3 separate regions of the Mus musculus genome follow, and all the other regions are linked to region 1. A link is a contact called in public ChIA-PET and HiChIP or PLAC-seq data. All regions are on one chromosome and are shown on one strand. Each heading gives the region's core, a stretch centred on a gene start, on an enhancer-like site or on the middle of the called end of the contact. The rest is flanking DNA. Distances are from core to core; before and after follow the strand shown.

Region 1 (3,629 bases), core at 808-3,307:
AGGGGTGCCTGGAGCACTGCTGGAGTGCTGCTCGCCCAGGTGAGGCAGAATGAAGTCCCCGGTTGAGGCAAACACTAGAGTCTGGGAGCCCAGTTTGATTCTGAGTGAGTGCCACGAGAGTGCGGAGGGGCTGGGAGAGAGAAGGTCCTCTCGCCTTCTCTAGGCATGGCTCTTTAACACCCCTACCCCCCATCCTTAATGAAAACGTGGTCCTTGTTCCAACTGCTTTATTAGATGGCAGATGTGAATGCATGCACCTTACTCAGGGTGAGACAGGGATTAAATATCTCTTGTGGGAAGGACTGCCCAGGAAGGGAAGCTCATTGGCTGAACACTGGGGCCTATGTAGATTCCTCATTAGCATGGAGAACTCCAGGGTTTTTATGCTGTATGACTGGCTACCATGGCTCTCAGTGGGGTGTCATGGTTATGCGTTCCAGAGCAGGTAGAATTAGGCAGGGAGTTGAGCCCACTCCTACAATTCACATGGGTTCTGGAGATTCAAGGATTTGAACTCAGTCTTACCAGTTCTTCTGTCTGGTGGCATGGTTCCACTTGCCCCACATGTGTGTGTGTCTGAGTGTGCATGTAATAACTTTGAAACAAAGTATATAGAATTTTATTTATCTATTTTCCAGCAGGTAAACATCTACTTCCGTCGACTATTGTAAAATATAACTAGGAACAATAGAAAATGTGTCAAGATGAAGAGAAGGAAGCCAGGCCTGGGTGCATGCCTGTAGGTCTATGGCTGGGGAGGTTGAGGCAGGAGGATGACTGAGTCAGTGAGCTCAAGATCAGCTTGGACAACACATTGATAATGTAGAGAACAAGGTCCACGAGGTGGCAGGTAAAGGTGCTTTGTCACCAAGCCTGAGGACCTGACCTTGATCCCTGAGACCTGCATGGTGGAAGAAGAAAACTGACTCCAGCAAGCTGTGCTCTGACCTTCATACTTACACAGTTGAAACCCACAAGCATTCACACACACACACACACACACACACACACACACACACACACACGCACCAAATAAATAAGTAGATGTAAACAAGACAAAAACAAAACAAAACAAAACAAAACACAACCCAGAGAGTAAAGAAACCACTTTTTTTCTCAGCCAAGGGAAATGTACACAGTGCCCCATACCATAAGTCACGTAGTCGAGTATCCTAGATTTGGGAAAATCACGGGTCAGCACATTCCAAGTGCAATGGGTGTGCCTCGCTTGGGAAAACTACCTTCCTGATCATAGTGTCTCCCCTGCCAGGTAAGTACGAGAAACCACTGTTTTTTAAGAACAAGAACTTCGAGTAGACTCCACATGCAGCAAGGCAGGAATGGTTAAATATCTCCCAATACATCCTTCAGTTCCACTGTGTATAATAACATCAAGTTCTGTTTTCAAAATACTTTCATGAATTATATAGAGCACCACACTATGGCTAGACGCCGATGGTTTCTTTCCTCTTTGGGTATGTGTGCGCATGTACCATGGCGTGGATGGAGAGATCAGAGGAGAGCTGGGAGGAGCTGGTTCTTTTCTTCAACCGTATGGAAACTGGGGATTGGACACAGGTGGTCAGCGCTTAGTGGCAAACACCTTTACCAACTGAGTCACCTAGCTGGACCAACTCTTGGCTGTTTTTTCTTTTTGAAGAGATTTGTTATGCCGTATGTATGTGGGTGTTTTCCCTGCATGTTTGTCTGTGCATGAGTGCTGAAGGGAGCACCAGATGCCCTGGGACTGGAGTTATAGACAGTTTCTGAGCCTCCATGTGGGTACTGGGAGCAAGATGTGGGTCCCCTGGGAGACCAGCCTGATCCGAAACACTGAGCCTACTACTTAGCTTTTTTTTTTTTTTTCCATAATATTTGAGCTATCCCAGAGGTAGACGGGTGTCAGATGGCACCTTTGGGTGTAACCCTGATGGTTCGGGCCAGGAAACGGCATCAGGGACTGTTTTCTCCCGGAGGAAGGCTACAGAGGGCTGGGTGCTTGTAGAGCCTCCGCCCTCTTTCTTTGAGTCTCTCATAGCTTTTTCCTCATACTTCTCTGTTTTTACCCCTCCCTCCTGGCCTTGGTGGCTTCCTCAAAGTGTCTGTGGTGCCTGAAATACCACAGTTCACACTTCTTTCAGGGCCTTGTTCCTTTAAGTCATGACTCTTAAAGCTCTTCTGGTCACAGGTATGTCGGCGGGGTCTTGGGGGATCCTCAGGGTGGGGAGAAGGGGGTCCTCAGATTGGAAAGGAGGGGATCTCTTGGATCTATGAATGGAGAGGAAGGTCATAGGAAGGAGTAGGTGGGGAGAGATCAAAGGTTTTAGGGAATGTGGATACCGAGACTTGAACTCAGGTGGTCGGTGTTTAATGGCAAGCACCTCTACCAATTGAGTCACCTTGCTGGACAAACTCTTGGCATTTCTTTGAAAAAAGGGAATCATTGAGTGTGTGGGTGTTTTACCTGGATGCAGGTCTATCCATCAGGTGTGTGCAGTGCTAGTGGAAGTCAGTAGCGGGTATCAAAAGGGGAGGGGGATCTTTTGGATCTGTGAGTGGAGAGAAAGGTCAGGGAATAGGAAGGAGCTAGGTGAGGAGAGGCAAAGGGCATTAGGGAAGGATAAAGGATTCCAAAAGAAAAAGAGCAGAGGTAGGCAGGAGGAATAGTTAGGGATGCATGGATGAAGGACTAAATCCATCGATGCTGTGAGGGTTGTTTGGCAGACAGGCTACCAGGATCCAGAGAGGTGAAGGAGCTGCACCAGGGAGCGCAGCGGATACATTTCCGGCTGTGTTTCAACACATACCACTTCTCCTTAGTCTTACGTTCTAATTACCAAGAACCTAGTGTGGATGTTTGTTGAATGACTGATAATCAAAAAAAAAAACTGTTTTGTTTCCTTTTATGTCTACTTTTGTAGAGAGGGAGTCAAGAAGGGAAGGAACTACTTGAAACTTGCATAGGAAGGAAAATTTCTAACTGAGCCCTTTGTTGTGTAAACCATTGTGGTTGTGACAGTGGGGGAAGAGGCCATTGTGGGCTTAGAAAGGGACTGGTCATACCCCATCATAGGCATTTGTGCAGGCCTTTGAGCCTGCGTCAGCATATTTGGCCTGTGGGTTAAATACTCTTGCTACCTGTCTTAAAAGACAAACATCTATCATCCATCAATGATAGAGGATGCTAGCTTTACTCCCAGTGAAGTGAAATGTCACTCCTTAAGAGTCTCATTCATCTCCTGGATAAACCTGTATCACAAAAATTGTGATAATGGGCTACAGTTTGAGATTCCTTGATGAAAACTTGGTAGATAGAGGTGAAGCCCAGGGCTTGCCTAGTATGTACAAAGCTCTCAATTTGATCCCTAGCACCAGATAAACTGGATACAGTAGTGTACACCTGTAATTCCTGCACCCTGGGGGTGGGGTGTAGAGGCAGGAGAATCAGGAGCTTAAGATGGTCTTCAGCCTAGGATGTGTGAGACACTGTCTTGAAAAGCTCTTCAAGCTGGGTGTGATGGCACACACCTTTAATCCCAGAACTGGGGAGGCAGAGGCAGGTGGATCTCTAAGAGTTTGAGGCCATCCTGTTCTACAGAGATAGTTCCAGGATATCCAGGGCTACTCAA
Region 2 (3,629 bases), core at 386-2,885, 460 kb after region 1:
TTAGGGTGCTGTGAAGGATCCAGGTGAAAGCGTAAGATGGCTGGGACGGAAGAAAGAGAAGAGTCACAGAGTCAAGAAATACTTAGCAAGATAGGAATGGATGGTAGGAACGAAGGGGCAATTTGAGGACAAAGTGGGGGTGCGGGAGAGATGACTTAAGAGCATTTGCTACTCTTATAGAGGACCAGGTTCAGTTCCCACAAGGAAGCTATAAACATCTATAACTACAGTTTCAGGGCATGCAATACCCTCTTTGGACCTCGGAAGGCATTGCACAAGCCGGCTCATACATATAAAATAAATCTTTATTTATTTTTTTTAAATATTTTTTAAATAGGGCATTGCTAGGCGTAGTAGATGGTAGTGTGCACCTTTAATCTCAATACTTGGGAGGCAGAACTATATAGATAGACCATATCTTTAAAAAAATATCCACAGCCAAGCAGTGGTGACACATGCCCTTGATCCCAGCACTTGGGAGGCAGAGAGATGGATCTCTGTGAGTTCAAGGTCAGCCTGGTCTACATAATTAGCTAGTTCTAGGACAGCCAAAACTACACAAAGATACCTTGTATTGAAAAACAAGCGAAAAAATTCACTTTGTATTCAGTCTTCAATAAACATCAATCTTTATTCCTTTATTGAAGATGGACTCTGGATTTAGCCACGTGCTGGGTGGGTTCAGGTATAAAGAAGCAAAAGACAGACACTGACCAGTGAGTGAATCTAAGTGTCTAGACCTTTCAATGTGACTATCAAATGATAATAAGTCAATATTCCCACATTTGGGCTTATACAGGTGTGTTTGGTGGCACCAGGCAGTACCTGAAGGCTAACTATGTTAATACTTATACTGAGGCTTTGAGACTTCAAAGTCAGTAAGAAGGTCTTTGGAAGTAAAAAAAATCAGCTTGTTGGAAATGTCTGGCAGAGTCCTCTAGTATTTGCCACAGAGTAAAAATCGGAGGGGAAGAGGCCAGAGATGTATCTTTGAAGGTCCCAGGACATTCTCTGAATCTGAGTCAGGAAATTGGCCTCAGTATTGGTTCCAGGTGTTTCTGAAGTCTAGTCACTGTGCGAAAGTGCCTATATAGAAGGCCAAGAGCACAAAGTTGTCACTTTAGTCCTTGCTTCTTCAGTTTTCCAAAGCAGGCAGGTGAGTTTCCACAGCTCTTTCTTTTTGTTGTGACCTCAGATCAGCATTCCAGAATTTCTCAGAAGTCATAAGGCCCTTGAGAAAAAGTTACTAAAAACGTCACTGCAGGACGCCAGCGTCACTGAGTGTGAAGAGAGAGAAAGAACTAGACTTTCCGAGTTTAAAGATGATTTAGTCCTTACACAAAGGTGGGGCCCCAGGTGTCGGCCCTTGGACTGCTAACCCCGGGACACCCCCACGCGGCACGAAAGAGTGGTGGGGAGTCCGGAGACAGAAACCAGCCAGAGAGCACAAGGACACCGGTGCGTGTCAACCTGGCGCGAGGCGCACAGGCCCCAGGACACACACAGGACAGGGATAGGGAGGGACAGCCTGGGTAGTCTAGGAGAAGGAGGGGCGGGTGACAAATCCCCGCCTCCGATCCCTCCCAAGGTCCCGCCCCGCCGCGATTATAGCCTATGACTCAGGGCGGAGCTCCGCATCCAACCCACGGCGGCCGCCAAGTTCTCTGGATGGGACCAGAAGTTTCTAGCCGGCCAGTTGCTGCCTTCTCTTTATCTCCTCCTTCCCCTTTGGCAGCTAGGAGGCTATTTCCAGACACTTCCACCCCTCTTCGGCCACGTCACCCAGTCCTTTAATTCATAAAGGTGCCCGGCGCCGGCTTCCCGGACACATCGGCTACACAGAGGTGCCCGCACTCCACGACCTCGTGACCCGCGCCCTAGCTCTGCGCCCCGGGCGGACCCTAACCCAGCATGAGCGCCGCCACCCAATCGCCCATGATGCAGATGGCGTCCGGCAACGGAGCCAGCGACCGAGACCCCCTGCCCCCGGGCTGGGAGATCAAAATCGACCCGCAGACCGGCTGGCCCTTCTTCGTGGACCACAACAGCCGCACCACGACGTGGAACGACCCGCGTGTGCCCCCCGAGGGCCCTAAGGTGAGTGGAGCTTGCCGTCCCACCTCGACGGCGAAGGGGCCTGGTCGAGCCAGGGCTATGCGAGTCACCCCACCCCGCGCCCTGCTGCGCAAGGAGAGTCCTTAACCATATCCGCCTCGAACGGGCGTCGGGCCGCAGAGAGCCGCAGGCAGGGTGGCCTTGGACGGTAGCCAGCGGGGTGCGACCCGCGTGGTGACATCGGGTGGTTTTCCACAGCCTCTTGCGAAGGGCGAAGGGCAGTGGTGGCCTGAGCTGCGGTGCGCCGCGTCCCAGGGAAGGGCGACCGGCCTGATGAGCGGCTGAGGCCCAGGCCAGGCCCGGCCGCCGCCTCTCTGTCCCGCGCGTCCCGTGCTGAGACCCTGGGCTCCCTCCGGTGCTGATGGCGCACGGCCAGGATTGAAAGGCTGCTGAGTGGAGTCTCCTGTGGGGATTTCACTTTCAAATTCAGAACTTAGTTGAGGCTTATCTTGAGTTTACTGGATCTTAGGCATAGAGTGACTCAGGAGGCTCGAGTAAATAAGTTATTTTCCCCCATTAAACTTATTATTACTGGTCGAAACTGCTTTCAGTTAGAGAAAATTCTGATACTACCACTATTTTTTTTTAAGATACTCTTTCTGACAGTTCCAAAACTAAAGATCAGACATTGTATCACCATACTTAGCCACTGCCTTAAGACTCACACTGGAGTGAAAGAATGTATTTTTAATGGCGTGATTCCTTGTTGTCCTTTTCAAATACTGGAGTTTTGTTACCAGAAACAGCTGAGGAGTCTGGTGAACACTAGGTGTATGCTTCATTTGCATAGATATTCAGGTTTGTGTACTTCAATCTAAAAAGCAAGAAAAATTGAAAATACAAATTTGGAATGAAGCCCAGCCTGGTTCAGGCCTGTCATCCCAGCACCCAGGAAGCTGTGGCGAGAGGATCTTGAGTTCAAGTCTAGCCAGGGCTATATAATCGGAGTCTATCTCAAAAGTTATTAAGTAATTAAGTTGGAATGAAACTAGCCTGTGTTGCAAAATAAGACCTTGTCTTTTTTTATAAAAAAAAAGAAAAAAAAGATTGAGCTGGGCAGTTGTGGCACACCTCTTTAATCCCAGCACTTGAGAGGCAGAAGCAGGCAGATTTCTGAGTTCAAGGCCAGTCTGGTCTACAGAGTTCCAGGACAGCCAGGGCTACACAGAGAAACCCGATCTCGAAAAACCAATAAAATAAAATAAAAATAAATAAAAATTCGATTGAATTTTGAGTGAAGAACTTAAAAATACAAATTTAGGTAGGATTTTTCTTGTTTGTTTTGTTTTTCTTTTTTTAAAATTAGATATTTTTTTATTTACATTTCAAATTTTATTCCTTTCCTCATTTCCCCTCCGAAAACCCCCCTATCTCATTCCCCCCCTCCCTGCTCATTACCCCACTCACTCCCGCTTCCCTGTCCTGGCATTCCCCTACGCTGGAGCACAGAGCCTTCATAAGACCAAGGGCCTCTCATTGATTTCCCACAAGGCCATCCTCTGCTACATATTGGG
Region 3 (3,629 bases), core at 691-3,190, 270 kb after region 1:
CAAGAAAAGGGGCTGCCGTTTCTGGTGTTTAGCCAGTTATATCACACTTCTCCAGGGAACCAGTGGAATCTAATTGCTGTGGCAAATCGATTTCCTTCATCATCTGTCTAAAAAGCCGTGCAGGGAGCTCTTGAAAGGTAAAGGGTAACTAACGGCAGGAACTCCACACTGGACACTGCCAGTGTGTGCAACCCTGTCAGATCCCAGGGCACCCACCAAGGTCACCATGATCCTCCGGAGCCCCTAGAGAAGTGTGACGTAACTGGCCAATATCAAGGCACGGGGGGGGGGGGGGGGACCTCACACATCCCTGGGAACCACAGAATCAATGGATGACTTTGCATAAATCTCTGGGTAGAGATTATTTTAGGACCCCAAGAGGGTTTTAGAAACAAGAAAGGGTGTTTCTCAGAGTTCCCACCCCAAACACTGCCCTGCCTAGGTTTGTTTTCCCCTAAGGGCTGAAAACAAAGAGCTTCCTCTGGCATCGCCTTGATTGTCTGTCACTTAAAAGAAAGATGAAGGGAAAGGGGTGGCTAGAGTCCCACTTTCCCTCATTGTCCTGATCACCTGGTTCTGGACGCTGTGGATTTGGTCTGGCCAGTGGTTCTAGCGAGCTGTCATATCCAGCCCACACCACTGGTTTCTTGAGATGAGAGATTTGGCCCTTACTGGAAATTGTTAGCATATCCAAAGAAGCTCACGTAAGTAACAGCAGCAAAGCTGCTTTGTAATAAGGATGGGCACAGAAAATAATCATCTCATTTGGCAAGACGGCCCAGAAATGAGTGCACGAACCACACCCCGCAAGGAGAGATGCCATCCATTAAGCAAAGAGAACTTGCTAATGCCGCCCTGGAGCCTCCCTCAATCTAGATGGCAGCATTGCAGCCCTGGGTTGCAATACCATGTACATCTTACTGTAAGCTGTTCCTTTACCCACTTTCCACTGGGAAATCCAGAGTCTTCCCTGGGAAGGGAGAGGGTTCCCTTTATGAACAAGATCTTGTCATGACAGAGAGAAGACCTGGAGGACAGGGTGAGACAGCCCTCAGACAACTGTGCCTTCTACCTGAACTCCTTCTGTGACACAGCAGGACTTTGGTGAAATATCACCCCCATAGGAAACCATCTGCAGGGGTTTCTCCTCTGGCCCACCCTTGCCTCAAGCAATGGTTCTCAACCTCCCTAATGCTGCAACCCTTTAATACAGTTCCTCATGCTGTGGTAACCCCAAACCAGAAAATAATCTTTGTTGCTACTTCATAACTGTAATTTTGCTTATGTTATGAATCCTCATGTAAATATCTGTGTTTTCTGGTGGTCTTAGGTGACCTCTGTGAAAGGGTCATTTGACACACACACCCCACCCCACCCCCAGGGGTCTCAACCCATAGGCTGAGAACCACTGCCTTACGTCCTTCTTCCCAATTGTAGAGCTGCTGCTCCGGTCTCGGTGGCTTGTCTTTGTTTTCAGGATTGCTCTGGCTACTAGTCATCCCATGATACCAGGTATTTCCAAACCTCCCAGACCATAGTAACCAGTCCTCTGCAATTCATGTGAGGATAGATACCAGAATTGGGGCTAACCTCAGTATTTGTGTCAAATCACTGTGAGGACAGAAACAAGCTCACAATAGTCTTGACCCAGAGAGACCAGACCATCCGAGCTCAGAGGTGGGAGGCAGATATCTTGTCCCACAGGGGAGCCAGCCTGACCTTGACAGTGATACTACCAGACCTCATGCCTGCTCCTGACCCACCATCCTCCAACCTCAAGGATGCCCTTGGGGGAGGTGTGGGACATCAGAGAGCACAGGGTCCTTGGAGGGGTGCAGGCTAAAGTGTGCTCTCAGAACTGTGCACACTAGGGTCCTGTGGCTCACTGGTGGCGCTCACATGGCCTCTTCCTCTTTCCTGCCAGGCCTGCCAGGCACTTGCTGCTTTGGTCCTGTAGAGGCACTGGTCATGTGCAGAGGCTTCAGGCTTCAGTGACTCTGAGCTCAGATTCCAGGCTCTTTGCTCTGCTTACTTCCCCATTTCTTCAGAAACAACCACTTTTAAAAACCAGTCAGGCAAGCAGGCAGGAGAGGAATGACTTCCCAAATTGCTTTACAAATTTTTCTCCTTAAGCAAATGGTTGCAAAATGTCAAGACCCTCATATTTTCCTATGAAGTGATCTCAGAATCCTCCAGGACATTTTAAACTCTGACCCCAGACTTCCAGGAAGCCCATGGGGCATTCAATATTACAGGCCAGCCAGCGATTAGCCACATCCAGATCCAGCCATCCTTTTTTTTTACCATTTCTATAAGTTTTCTGGTAGAATTTTGGGGATCTCTAATGTGTATTGCGTTCTCTGTAAGTAGGGATGGCCTGGCTTCTTCTTTCTCAGTCTGTAACCCTTTAATTTCCTTCTCTTAGCTCATTTCTCCTTCTGGTACTCAGAGTACAATGTTGAGAAGGAGTGGGGATAGTGGACATTCTGAGAAGCCAAATCTTTTAAGTTCAGACTTCATTTTAGAGAACCTGTCCTAAGTCTGAACTCAGGTAAACCAACAGGCTGGTACCTAGCGTTAGTTTCCAAGTCACCCCCGCCCCCCCCCCCAAAAAAAAAAACCTGAGCCTAGCTCTAGTCTCTAGGCTAATCCCCAACAAGATCAGCATTTCCAGGTTGTTCCCCCAACAGGTCAGTACCCCCAGGTTACAAGCCCACCCCTTGCTTAACAACCACCAATGCAGAGGGGAGCAGAAATTAAGTTTATGATATGACTCCCAGCACCACGGTCGTTCTCCAATTAGACGCTTGCACATGTACTCCTTGCCTGTTGCTTACTGTAAAGCCTTGCCCCACAGACATTCGGGGTTCTCCCACCACCAAAACCATCCTGTGTGACTGCAGTGCATTGGGGGGGGGGGTGTTTGGGAGAGAGCTAGCTCAAATAAAATAAAGACCCTGATATAAGTTGCATCAGATTGACTCCTGTCTATGTTTTGGGGGATCAATAACATTTCCCTGGCACTGTAATTCTTGTCTCATTCCTGATTTCAATGGGGTTGCGCTAATCTTTTCTCTATTTAGGATGTTGTCTGTGGGTTTCTCATATTTGGCTTTTATTGTGTTGAGGCACGTTCCTCCAGCCCTATATTCTTCTAGGACTTTCATCATAAAGGATTTTCTCTTGTCAAGGGCTTTTTCTGTCTCGACTGAGATAATCATATGATTTTCCCTTTAATTCTATTTACATGATTTATTACATTTATTGACTTGTGTATGTTAACCTATCCCTGCGTTACAGGGATAAAGCCAACTTTGACCATGATGCATAATCTTTTTGATGTATATCTGTCTTCTGTTTGCAAGGATTTTATTGAGTATTTTTGGGTCTGTATTCATCAGGGATATTGGCCTGTAGATTTCTGTTGTTGTTGTTGTTGTTGTTGTTGTTGTTGTTGTTGTTGTTGTGTATTAACCTGGTCGGGATTTTGGCTTCATAGAAGGTGTTTGGGATGCTGCTTCTGTTTGAATAGTTTAAGTGCTGACTGTAGAGCTTCTTTGAGTGTCTGTTAGAATTCTTCTAATCTGGTACTGGAATTTTTTTTTAAGCTAGAAGGCTTTTAATTACTA

The links. ChIA-PET counts read pairs in DNA pulled down with a chosen protein or histone mark. HiChIP or PLAC-seq counts read pairs in DNA pulled down with a chosen protein or histone mark.
Region 2: a contact with region 1 is called in an RNA polymerase II ChIA-PET map of memory CD8 T cells, with 17 read pairs. The contact joins the promoter of Bag3 here to the promoter of Itgam in region 1. A contact is called at or near these places in 4 of 115 datasets of contacts at active chromatin or transcription factors (bone marrow-derived macrophages, effector CD8 T cells, memory CD8 T cells and 1 more) and 1 of 9 other capture datasets (macrophages).
Region 3: an H3K27ac HiChIP or PLAC-seq map of microglia shows a contact between it and region 1, with 4 times the contacts expected there. The contact joins the enhancer-like site here to the promoter of Itgam in region 1. A contact is called at or near these places in 4 of 39 promoter capture datasets (the C10 cell line, pre-B cells and stem cell-derived epiblast-like cells), 1 of 115 datasets of contacts at active chromatin or transcription factors (microglia) and 2 of 9 other capture datasets (liver and pancreatic islet).

The regions. Positions count from the first base shown.
Region 1 is chr7:128,060,583-128,064,211 of GRCm38.p6, forward strand. It overlaps Itgam (integrin alpha M), which reads left to right and starts at 2,058. Exons shown (of 30, transcript NM_001082960.1): 1 at 2,058-2,188. The coding sequence starts at 2,161. It also overlaps the pseudogene Gm22809.
Region 2 is chr7:128,521,948-128,525,576 of GRCm38.p6, forward strand. Bag3 (BCL2-associated athanogene 3) reads left to right here and starts at 1,636. Exons shown (of 4, transcript NM_013863.5): 1 at 1,636-2,097. The coding sequence starts at 1,912.
Region 3 is chr7:128,331,146-128,334,774 of GRCm38.p6, forward strand. No RefSeq gene overlaps it. Among named protein-coding and RNA genes, the nearest start is that of Gm32707, 19 kb to the right of the region's middle. Within about 2 kb of position 1,941, at least 66 of the 459 cell types and tissues checked have an H3K27ac peak or open chromatin away from gene starts, as enhancers often do. A contact at or near this core is called in microglia, where this site is marked.